Regions from separate parts of the Sus scrofa genome. Here regions 1, 2 and 4 are each linked to region 3. A link is a contact called in public HiChIP or PLAC-seq and promoter capture Hi-C data. All regions are on one chromosome and are shown on one strand. Each heading gives the region's core, a stretch centred on a gene start, on an enhancer-like site or on the middle of the called end of the contact. The rest is flanking DNA. Distances are from core to core; before and after follow the strand shown.

What was found. Promoter capture Hi-C pulls out the DNA fragments that hold promoters and counts their contacts. HiChIP or PLAC-seq counts read pairs in DNA pulled down with a chosen protein or histone mark.
Region 1: an H3K27ac HiChIP or PLAC-seq map of alveolar macrophages shows a contact between it and region 3. The contact joins the promoter of FAM216A here to the promoter of HVCN1 in region 3. A contact is called at or near these places in 1 of 5 promoter capture datasets (liver) and 1 of 2 datasets of contacts at active chromatin or transcription factors (alveolar macrophages).
Region 2: a promoter capture Hi-C map of liver shows a contact between it and region 3, with 4 times the contacts expected there. The contact joins the promoter of VPS29 here to the promoter of HVCN1 in region 3. A contact is called at or near these places in 3 of 5 promoter capture datasets (fetal liver and liver) and 2 of 2 datasets of contacts at active chromatin or transcription factors (alveolar macrophages and skeletal muscle).
Region 4: a contact with region 3 is called in a promoter capture Hi-C map of fetal liver, with 2.4 times the contacts expected there. The contact joins the promoter of ANAPC7 here to the promoter of HVCN1 in region 3. A contact is called at or near these places in 1 of 5 promoter capture datasets (fetal liver) and 1 of 2 datasets of contacts at active chromatin or transcription factors (alveolar macrophages).

The regions. Positions count from the first base shown.
Region 1 is chr14:31,848,630-31,851,329 of Sscrofa11.1, reverse strand. FAM216A (family with sequence similarity 216 member A) reads right to left here and starts at 1,295. Exons shown (of 7, transcript NM_001244441.1): 1 at 998-1,295. The coding sequence starts at 1,089. It overlaps GPN3 (GPN-loop GTPase 3), which reads left to right and starts at 1,771. Exons shown (of 8, transcript NM_001243708.1): 1 at 1,771-1,881. The coding sequence starts at 1,834.
Region 2 is chr14:31,868,271-31,870,970 of Sscrofa11.1, reverse strand. It overlaps VPS29 (vacuolar protein sorting-associated protein 29), which reads left to right and starts at 1,357. Exons shown (of 4, transcript XM_003483426.4): 1 at 1,357-1,459. The coding sequence starts at 1,457. It overlaps RAD9B (cell cycle checkpoint control protein RAD9B), which reads right to left and starts at 1,401. Exons shown (of 11, transcript XM_013982863.2): 1 at 1,286-1,401.
Region 3 is chr14:32,042,889-32,045,588 of Sscrofa11.1, reverse strand. It overlaps HVCN1 (voltage-gated hydrogen channel 1), which reads left to right and starts at 1,424. Exons shown (of 8, transcript XM_021074359.1): 1 at 1,424-1,567; 2 at 2,488-2,571.
Region 4 is chr14:31,788,432-31,791,131 of Sscrofa11.1, reverse strand. ANAPC7 (anaphase-promoting complex subunit 7) reads left to right here and starts at 1,382. Exons shown (of 14, transcript XM_021072834.1): 1 at 1,382-1,588. The coding sequence starts at 1,488.

The DNA.
Region 1 (2,700 bases), core at 46-2,545, 190 kb after region 3:
AAGACAAAACACTCTCCCTTTCCTCTTCCTGCAACTTATTCAGTGACCAAGAGTTCATTGATCCCCTGATATACTAGGATCCAGAACTTCACCACTTTACCTTGAGAAAAAGAATATATATATATATATATATATGGGTCACTTTGCTGTACAGCAGAAATTGACAGAACATTGTAAATCAAGTATAATAAAAAAATTTAAAAAAGAAAACTTTCACCAAGCACTGTGAAAAATAGAAAAGAAACACATGACCCTATCCCATCTTTAAAATTCGTCAATCCACCAAGTATATTAAGACAGCCATGGGGTGCAACAGGAGCCATGACTGTGGGCTTGAGAGGAATACCGGGCAGCTCTCACTTTTAGGGAATAATGGATGCAAGGGATGAGGAAGTAACTTCAGCAGCTAATTGTCTTCAGCATCCAGGAAATAATAGTAAAAACCTCCTCGAAATGAAATGGATTTATGAAGAAAGGAGTTACTGAGTAAACAAAATGTCAAAATCAAGGCGCCTCTAATATTCATAGTCATCTGTCGCAGATTATGAATCCCAGTTTAACATAAAGGTGGCTAATGTCACACACAGGTAAGAGATTTATTGATTTGGAAGCGCTCGTTTGAGCCTCTATTCCCATGGTGCCCCCAGCCAACTCCTTTCTGTAGAAATACTACGGCCAGACGGCCAATTTTCCAGCAGATTTCGTAGCGCCCCCTCGGGGCAGAGAGGCACCCAGGCGATTGCCGCAGTCACTGTGTTTAGACAGTCACTGCACCAACCCTCCTCCTAAGCTTCCCTCAGAAGCCCTTCCCCTAAACTGTGCGTAGGCTTCCATATTTCCCATCTCGGCCATAGCAAAGGTTCTCCTTTCCTCCCACTTCAGGACACTGGGGACCAGTCCTTCAGAGCAACCAGTTCCCACCCCCTCCTCTACATGGGGATCACGAGCAGGGGCTGGTCGCCGTCCTCCCAAACCCCTCAGGGCCCGGCAACCTCACCCGCCGCAGGCACCCTCGGTCCTGGCCACTGCGGAAGGCTCTGCGGAAGCACTGCACTCCGTCCAGTCAGACACTGGACCCTGGCCAGGCATCTCCTCCCAGGTGCCCGGCCCGCGAGCTGCGTGCAGGAGAAGCTTTCCCCTTTCCCCTCCCCTGTCGGCACGCGTGCGTCAGACCCGGCAATATTGGGGATGAAGAGGCGGACGCCAGATTCTAGCCCCCTCCGATGCAATCCGGACAGTGCCCGAATAGCTTCGGGAGAGCGGGGAGGGCAGATCCACGATCCTAGAGTTAAGTTGGGGGAGGGGCGGGTATTCTTCAGTTGACTGCGCGTTTGTACGTTTGCATCTTTCTGTGGAAGGGATGCGTCACGGAAAGGAAATGTACCTTCCCTCTAAAATGAAAGTTGCCCTCCAACCTTAGTATTCCAGACCCTCTGCAAATTTGCAGATCTTCAGGGTCACCATATAGGTCAAACATAAATACGCAAACCCAGGACCAAAGCACCCGGCTTAGGGATGCAGAGGGTTATCAGTTGTCCGTTATCACCAAGGTAACCAGACTTCGCCAGTTTCTAAACCGGAGGTCCGCCAAATACTTCTGCGCATGCGCAAAACCTCCCCGGGCATTTCGCAGAACGCGTTTCACGCGGGATTTGGCCTTCGGGACGCTCCGTAATCAGAGGTGTGGCAAAACAGAAGGCGCAAGAAGAATTCGAATTGCGATTGGTTTGTACGTCTTGTGCCCGGAACTCAGGGGGCGTCGCGCGAAGGCTGAAGGGAGTGTGGTGTTCAGACTTTGTGTGAGTGGCGGCGCCAGGAATCGGGGAAGCCAGCATGCCTCGCTATGCGCAGCTGGTCATGGGCCCCGCTGGCAGCGGAAAGGTGAGGATTTGGCGGGAGAAAAGTCGAGGTTCGTGGAAGGAAGGAAGGAAGGTTGGGTCCAGAGGGAGGAACTGATGGCTGTGTGTGTTGGGGGCCCTGAGACCCTGGGCATCTCGCTTATGTAGCCTGGGCTTCGGTTTCCTTTTTGTTGTTGTTTTGAAAGGGGGTTAATGATATTTGCTAATCTTTATTGCATACTTAAGCCCCAGGTCCTGTGCTAAAAAACATTTCCACAACCGTGTAAGATAAGTGTATTATTCCCGTTTTGCAGGCAAGGAAAATGAGATACAGAAAGGTTAAGTTTTTGCCCAAGATCGCACAGCTAGTAAGTGACGGCGGGAATTTGAATCTATTTTGACTAACCGCAGAATCTGTACCTGTCGTTAACCCAGAAAGCTTAGGCGGGGTCTCGCTAATTACTGTTTCTCAGAGCTTGAGATGTGGACTTCTGGTATTTGAGGCAACTTTAGGAGAAACATGGGCCTGGCATTAATGAACATTGATTGAATCATACATTGAGAAATTTGATTTTCGGTTGTTTGTTAGTTTGCTTTGAGGTGAAATCATCAGTTTGTTGCTAGTACATCTTCAACACTTTTTTCTTTTCCTTTTTTTTTTTTTTTTTTTTTTTTTTTTGTCTTTTTAGGGCCACACCCACGGCATGTGGAGGTTCCCGGGCAAGGGGTCGAATCAGAGCCACAGCCACAGCTACAGCAACACAGAATGTGAGCCGCATCTGCGACCTACATCACAGCACACGGCAACACCAAATTCTTAACCCACTGAGTAAGGTCAGGGATCAAACCTGCACAACGGAAC
Region 2 (2,700 bases), core at 108-2,607, 170 kb after region 3:
TATGCTCCAAGTATGCAACCATGGCAATGGGCATATAGCAATAAACAAGACAGGTAGTTTCTGCCTTCTTAGTTCTTATAGTCCAGGAGGAAAAACAAAACTAAACACCATACAAATAATTACTTATTGAGAACTGAGATACACACTGCAATAGGGAACTTTCTAGAACTCTAAGAACATGCAACAGTGGAAGGCTTGTGCTTCCCTCTCCCATTAATTAATATGGTTCCATAGATGTCCTCAACACAGATGAAGTCAGCCACAGTACAAGATGCCTTTCAATGATCATTTTCAGGTTACTATCTGTAGGAGACCATTACTTTCCTAGAGACCTTCTAGAGTAACTTGTTTAAAGTACCATCTATAATAAACAATAGTTCCTGTACATTCCCATTTATTACTGAGTTTTTTACATGCATTTCATTCCTACAGCAAACTTATAAAGAAGATGCTGTTATTTCTTATTTTACAGATGAGGAAACTGTGCACTGAGATGATTCAGTGGCTTGTTCCAGGTCATACATTAAAAAAATCATAGGAGTTCCCATCCTGGCTCAGCGAAAACAAATCTGACTAGTATCCATGAGGACCTAGGTTCAATTCCTGGCCTCGCTCAGTGGGTTAAGGATCCAGGGTTCCTATGGCTGTGGTGTAGGACGGCAGCTGGAGCTCCCATTTGACACCTATCCTGGGAGCTTCCATATGTTGCACGTGCGGCCCTAAAAAGACCAAAAAAAAAAAGTAGAATCTGGAGTAGAAATCAGGTTTATGCTTTCGTCGTGGCACTAAAATATTTTAACTGCCCAAGCATTATTTTTCCCAACTTCCCACAAAGTCCTTATCATCTCGAGTTTGAGGCTTGCCATTCCAATATCTGTCCTGATGACCACAACTTCACTTCAAGGATACCTATGGCTATAAATATTATGCATAAATAAAAGCGGATGGGCCTACAGTCTTCCCTCAGAAGCTAACGGGACCCTGGGAGGATGCGTGCTGGCTGTGGCCAGGCCTCGTGTCCTCAGCCCTTAGGCATAAAGTCCAAGGATAAGAAATGAAACGATGGTGTAAACATCCCCATGACCACAGGCTCTTTTCTACACAGGAAGGCAAGAAAGGCCTTCCCACCTTTCACCTGACTGCCGCTCAGCCCACACTTCAGCATGTCTGCACGCTCTGAAGAGTCAGGACGCACTGTGCGCCTCAGCTCGAGGGCCCCAGGTGCCCGTATGTTGACCGCGCGCTTTCCGAAACTTCGCGATCTCGCCCTCGCTCCAGTATTTACCTAAGAACAACTTCGCTTTACGGTGGGGAAGGGCCTGTGCGAGCCTCCGTAGGGCAGTCTCTTGCCGACCTCTTTTTTCATTGGTTGTGAGCGAGGTGGGCGGGTCCCTGAGGAGTCCGAGGAAGAGAGGGCGGCGGCGGTTGTGGTGACTGAGCGGAGCCCAGTGACAGGATGGTGAGGATGGCAGCTGGCGCGACCGGGGGCTGGCTCTCGGTTGGGGCGCTGCGTCGTTAGGACCGCTCGGAGTCTGTGGGCGAGGGCTTGGGCGATCCGGGAGGCCATGGCGGGCGCGTCCGGGGCCGGGCCTGGGGAAAGTCAAAGGAGGAGGGAGAGCGGCCACCTCTGGGTGCGGCCAGCCCTGGCCTCGCACCCTAGCCCTAGGGGCCGGAGGACGTCCAAGGGGGAAAAGGGCCCCCCTCAGCTGCTACTCTGTCACGAGACTCACACGCGGGAGCCGGGAGAGGCCTTTGGGCCTGTGCCTGAGCGTCCCCGAGAAAGGAGCGCGGATTACCCCTTCCGTTTCCAGACGTTTCCTTGCTCCTTTCCCGCAAAAAGCACCTCCCGCGGATTGGCGTGTACCGGTTACCACCCCCATGTGGCGAAGGCTGGCTTCGCGGATATAAAACGGGAAGAAGCGAGCAGAATGCCATGTCCATTTTAGTTTGGCTTCCAGGGAAAAGGAATAAAAATTACCTCCTTCGCCCCTGAAAAAACTTGCACCTGCCATTGAAATGTGACAGTGTGCCCTCAAAGAACTGGATTTGGCTTTTAGAGTTGCTGGGACTACTTGTTTTCTTAGAATGTTGTGACCCTAAATTAAGAGGAGGATTCCTTAATGGTTTTCGAATTCCTTGAAATGGTTTGGGGAATTTTGTAAGTACATACGTTTTTGTGGTTAAAGGCCCATTGTTAGCTGCACAGAGAAGTTTGAGAAGCTTTACCTCATTCATCCATCCATCCATCCATTCCCCCAGCCTGCTCCAAGGCCAGCCCGTCACGTCCTCATCCCCAATAGATCGCTACCCCTACTCAGAAACATCTGTTGGAGAGGGCTAATAGCTGCTATCAGACTTTCAAAGTGCCCTTAACCTCCCTGAAAATTTAAGAACAATTTCAAAAGGCGTTGTAATGATCGTGGTATTTGTGTTGATTAAAAAGGACTTCTCTTTCTAATGAACATCCATTGCATTTTTAAGATTATGATTCCACGACAAACAGCCTTTAACGTGGCTGAGGCTTTTAGACATCACAACCAAAGATTTATATATGTTAAAGACTTTAATCCCACTTTTGATTTTTGCTTCCAAACAGACTCCAAATTAGAGTAGTCTAGTTTACAGTAATTTTGAAGCAGTTGTTCCTGAGAGAAGACGAAATTTCTTGACATGATTTACATATTCGTGTTTCTGAAGTTT
Region 3 (2,700 bases), core at 175-2,674:
CAGAGAGGGAGGGAGAGGGAGTGGGATGGGCTGGGAATCTGAGGTTAATAGATGCAAATTATTGCATTTGGAGTGGATAAGCAATGAGATCCTGCTGTATAGCAGAGGGAACTATATCTAATCACTTATGATGGAACATGATGGAGGAAAATGTGAGAAAAAGAATGACTATATATGTGGGACTGGGTCACTTTGCTGTATGGTAGGAACTGACAGAACACTGTAAACCAACTATAATGGAAAAACAAAACAAGAAACCAGCAGAGAGGATTGCAGCTTTGAGGTGGGCAGTTAGGTGAGGGGATATCTGTTGCCTCACCTGCTTCCCTTCCCCAGCCCTAAGGGAGTGAACACAGGGGAGGAACCAGGAAGAACAGTTTACACCTGCTCTCTACTCTGTCTAGCTGGCCCTAAGGGAGGAAGGGACTTTTGAATAAAATATAAGGTTGACGTTTAGAGTGGACTAGCCTATGCCTTAGGGACCAGAATGGGACTGTTGTAGTAACAAAATGTGATTCAGAAGCCAGATCAGACTGAAATGTTCTTAAGAAAGCCCACTACCCAGCAGGAGGCAGGAGGCAGGATTGGGAAGGGCATGCAGTAATGCAGTAGAAGCTAATGGAAACAATATCTCTGTGGTAGGCAGAATACCAGGCCCCCAGAAACAGTCAAGTCTGAATGTTCAGAACCTGTGAACATGCTACCTTACATGGCAAAAGGGACTTAGTGGGTGTGATTAAATCAGGATCTTGTGATGGGGAGAGTAACCTGGATTATCCAGGTGGGTCCAATATAATCACAAGGGTCTTTTAAGAGGGAGGGAGAAGGGTCCGCTATAGAGAAGGAGAGGGATGATGAAAGCAGGGGTTAGTGGGATTCTCCAGGAGCAGATGAATGAAGGCAATCTCTAGAAACTGGAAAAGGCAAGGAACAGGTTCCCCTGGAACCTCCAGAAGGAACACAGACCTCCCAACATCTTGATTTCAGTCCTCTGAGACGCCCTGGGCTTCTGGCCTCTTCTGCTTTGTTGTTTTAAGTGTTATTTTTGTGTTGTGTCAAGCCATTAGGGTTGTGGTAACTTGTTAGAGCAGCCACAGAAAACGAATACAACTCCAAGGAGGTGAGATCCCACCCCACCCCCACCCCCCACCCCACCCCCAACTAAACCGGAAGAAGCAGGAGGTGTGTAGAAAGAGATGGCTTCTGCCCTTGGAAGCCTGGTTCGAATTGTCTTTCCGGGAAGATGGAGGCTAACGGAATAACTGATTCCAGTGTGAACAGTGCCAGAAATAAGGCATGGACAGAATGCTGGGGACACCTGGGCAAGGGAGGGCCCACAGGGGAAGGGACATTACCGCTGGGCCTAGGGGCTGAGCAAGGGTGTGCTCCACCTCCGGGCAGGAAGGCTCCTCCCTTGCGCCAACACCAGCCCTGCAGCGGGGCAGCCCCTCTTCATCTCATCCCCCACCCCACTCAGGGGCATCCTCACAGCTTCCATGCTGGCCACCCCTTTAAGGCCTTCTGCCCATCCTCCACCCTCTGCGTGCAGATACTGTGCAGAAGACAAGTAAGGTCATCCAGGGCCACCCTGAAGTCATCAGGAGTTGGCCGGGGGTGGGGGTCGGGGGTGGCAGGGATGGGGGTTGCGGGGATCAGGAGCCAGCCCTGCGGTCCCAGTGTGGGGTGGGGAGGAGGGACCCGCCGCCAATACATCCCCTTGGAGGAAGGAAGTGGTTCCCTCCTCCAACCCCTTCCCTTAGGGTCGCCTGAGCCCGGATTCTCGTGATTCGCGATTGGCTTCCACCCGTGAGACCTTTGTCCATCTGCCCGACTGCTGGAGGTCTAGTTCAGGCTGGGGCCTGCGGAGCGGAAGGGGGCCGGGTCGGGGGAAGCCAGAGATCAACAGGCAGACTGACAGACAAGCAGCAACGAGGGCAAGGGGTCGAGACACGAGCCAGAGCCCGAGACCAGTCGCCGACCGAGTTAGAGGGCGGCCAGCCGGGAGGGGGCGGGAGGAAGTGGCGGGCGGGGCGGCGGGGCGGCGGGGCGGGCGCCCAGCTCGCAGTTGCTGCGGTGGCCGCGGGCGGGCCGGGCGCAGGGTAAGTGCTCCGGGGCCGGTCTGGGGCGCGCTGCCCTTCTCCGAGTGCTCCCAGCCGGAGCCTGCCGGGCACCCCGGATCCCAGGCGGCCCCGGTTGTCCTTGGCTCCAGCGTATCCCAGCTTGGGCCCACGCTGGCGGGCGGTGATAGCCCGGGGCCCCCTGCCTGGCCCAGGGGCACTAGAGTCCAGCGGAGAGGGCGGGCAGGAGACAGCTCGCACTGAGCCTGATGGGGGAACCCCCCTCTACTTTCTCCCCTCTAAAACGGGGGTGTTGATAAGAACTACCCTTTTGCATGGCGTGCTTACCTGGCCCAGGTTTCACTTCATCCCATGCTGTGTAGCAGCCGCAACAGGTGAGGTAGGTACCATCCTCGTCTCCCTCTTACAGGTGAAGAAACCAAGACTCAGAGCCCAAGCTACTCGCCAGGGTCACACACACAGCCCTAAGGAGGCAGAGCCAGAACTCGCCCAGGTGGGTGTGACCCCCTTCTTGCGCTCATTCATCGAGCCTGCCCTGCCCCATCCTGCACCCCTGGGGGAACCACAGGGAGAAGGCAGTGCTGGAAGTAGGGGAGGAGGCTGAGGTGAGCCAGCCTGCTCA
Region 4 (2,700 bases), core at 133-2,632, 250 kb after region 3:
GCTGTGGCACAGGCTGCTGATGTGGCTTGGATTCTGTCCTTGGCCCAGGAACTTTCACTTACCTTGGGTTCAGCCAAAAAACGTTAAACAAACAAACAAAAGACTCTAACTGCAATGGCTCAGGTTGCTATGGAGGCTTAGATTCAATCCCTGGCCTGGGATACTCCATATGCTGCGACAAATGCTGGAGAAAAAGGAACTCTTCTACACTGTTGGTGGGAGTGTAAATAGGTGCAGCCACTATGGAAAATGAAGTATGGAGATTCGTCAAAAAACTAACAATAGAATTGCCTTATGATCCAGCAATCCCACTCTTGGGCATATATCCAGATAAAACTACAGTGCAAAAAGATACAATTACCACTATGTTCATAGCAGCACTATTCACAAGACATGGATGGAAACAATCTAAATGTCCATCAACAGATGAATGGATAAAGAAGATATGGTATGTATACATACATAAAACGGACTACTACCCAACCATAAAAAATAATGAAATAATGCCATTTGCAGCAACATGATGGACCTAGCGATTATTAAGGAAAAGTCAGTCAGAAGAAGAAAGTCAACATCATGTGATATCACTTATATGTGGAATCTAAAATACAACACAAATGAACATATATATGAAACAGACTCAGACATAGACAACAGACTTGTGGTTGCCAAGGGGGAGGGGAGTGAGGGAGGGAAGTATTGGAGGTTTGGGGTTAGCAGATGCAAACTCTTATATGTAGGATAGATTAACAAGCACAGGGAACTGCAGAGCACGGGGAACTGCAGTCAATATCCTGTGATAAACCATAATGGAAAATATGAAAAAGAATGTATGTAAGTACAACTGAATCAAAAGAATGTATGTAAGTACAACTGAATCACTTTGCCGTACAGAAGAAATTAACGGAAATTATAAATCAATTATACTTCAATCAAAAAAGTAAAGCCGCCTGCAGGTGCCCATAACACCTGAGGGGGGGCGTGGCACTTTTTGCCTAGAGCTCCTGTGGCAGCCAGTGCTGCCCCTGGCGCCTGATTGAAATATTTAATTCCAGCTGTTAGGAATTCCTCCCCCACCTACAAATAACTTTTATGATGTTAAACACTTTTTATTAATTTATGAAACACAAATTCCTCTCAGACGCATTTCAATTGAGCATGTATACATTCTGAGGTGTCTTTTGTCTGCAGCCAACTGTAAACCCTCAATAAAGACTGCAGTTCAGAAGGCTGGTGTAACTCTTACTAAAAACAAAAACCCCAAAAACCAAATTGTACCGCTTCACACGAGGCATGGCGGGGAAGGAATTGAGGTTTGTTTGTTTGCTTTTTTTCAGGCATTTCAGTAGCTGCCTATTATCTTGGGGGCGGTGCCTCGTTTGGATCCGATGGACCCCGGCGGGGCCGCCATTTTGGAGTCTTCTCTAAGGAGCGTCTACCGGCTTTAAGCGCTGGTGCCGCCGCTCCCCGCGGCCTGGCTGGGCGGAATGAATGTGATAGACCACGTGCGAGACATGGCGGCCGCGGGGCTGCACTCCAATGTGCGGCTCCTTAGCAGCTTGTTACTCACAATGAGTAATAACAACCCGTGAGTTGAGGCGGGGAGCGGCCTGGGGCTGAGGAGAAAGCGGTGCGGGTTTGGGAGCGGGGGCTGAGGGGTCCGGAGACTGGCGGGAAGAAGCGGCTGCGGGCTTCAGCTGACGTTCCGGGGTCAGCGAGGGTCTCGCTGGGCAGAGCCGACTTAGGAACGCTAGTTGAGTTTACTAGGTCCCAGCGGTAGACCAGGCACTGGGATGAGCTCCCTGTGGGGGATTCGGCGAGCGGCGCTTTCTAGATATGGGAGGCGGAGGCTCTGAGGACGACCCTGGCGAGCGTTCCCCGAAAGTTAGGAGCAGAGGTTTTCTGAGGCACCTGTCGCCGGGCATTGCGCCTGTCACATCGTTGGGCTAACTCCTCCCTTCCCTACCCCTTTTCGAAGGACATTTCTTCGCTCGCCAAGGCTCAAAGAAGCCCAGTTCTAGTTTTAGACTTTCGTCCCACATCTGAGATTGATCTTTCCTTTTGGGTATATCAGCAAGGTTCTCTTAATCGCCCCCGAAAATGGGAGACTTTCTTGGTAAGTGGGAGTGGCGCCTTTTTAAGCAGTGCCTCTTTCTGTTTGCAAAGCTGCCATTTTTAGAGTTTTATTACAGGTACAGCACAGGGCTGTTTCCAGCTTTGAGTGCATATCGTTCCTCTGCTTAAATTTCTCCAAAGTGCTTAAATTAACATTCCTTCCCACGGCCTAGGAGGTCAAATATATAGCTCTCCTGCTCTATCTCACCTACTCTGCCCTCTGTACTTCAGCTTCCCTGTCTATTCTTTCTGTTACTTGAACAGACCAAGCTGGTTCTCAACTCAGGACTTTTGCATTTCCTGTTCTGCTTGGAATCCTTACCTCAGAGCTGCCTCCTCATGTAGGTTTCAGTTCAGATACATCTCTTAGAGAACTCTTCTCTGGCCATTAGAATTGTCCCTTATTCTCACTATTTTATTCCTTTGCTCTGTTTAACATTTTGCGTCTTTTTTTTCCCCCAAACTGAGGTGTAATTGACATATTAGTCTCATGTGGAACATAATGATTGGATATTTGTGTGTTTAGTGTATCTATTACTGCACATAGTTACAGATTTTTATCTTATTTTGCTTTTTTAGGGCTGC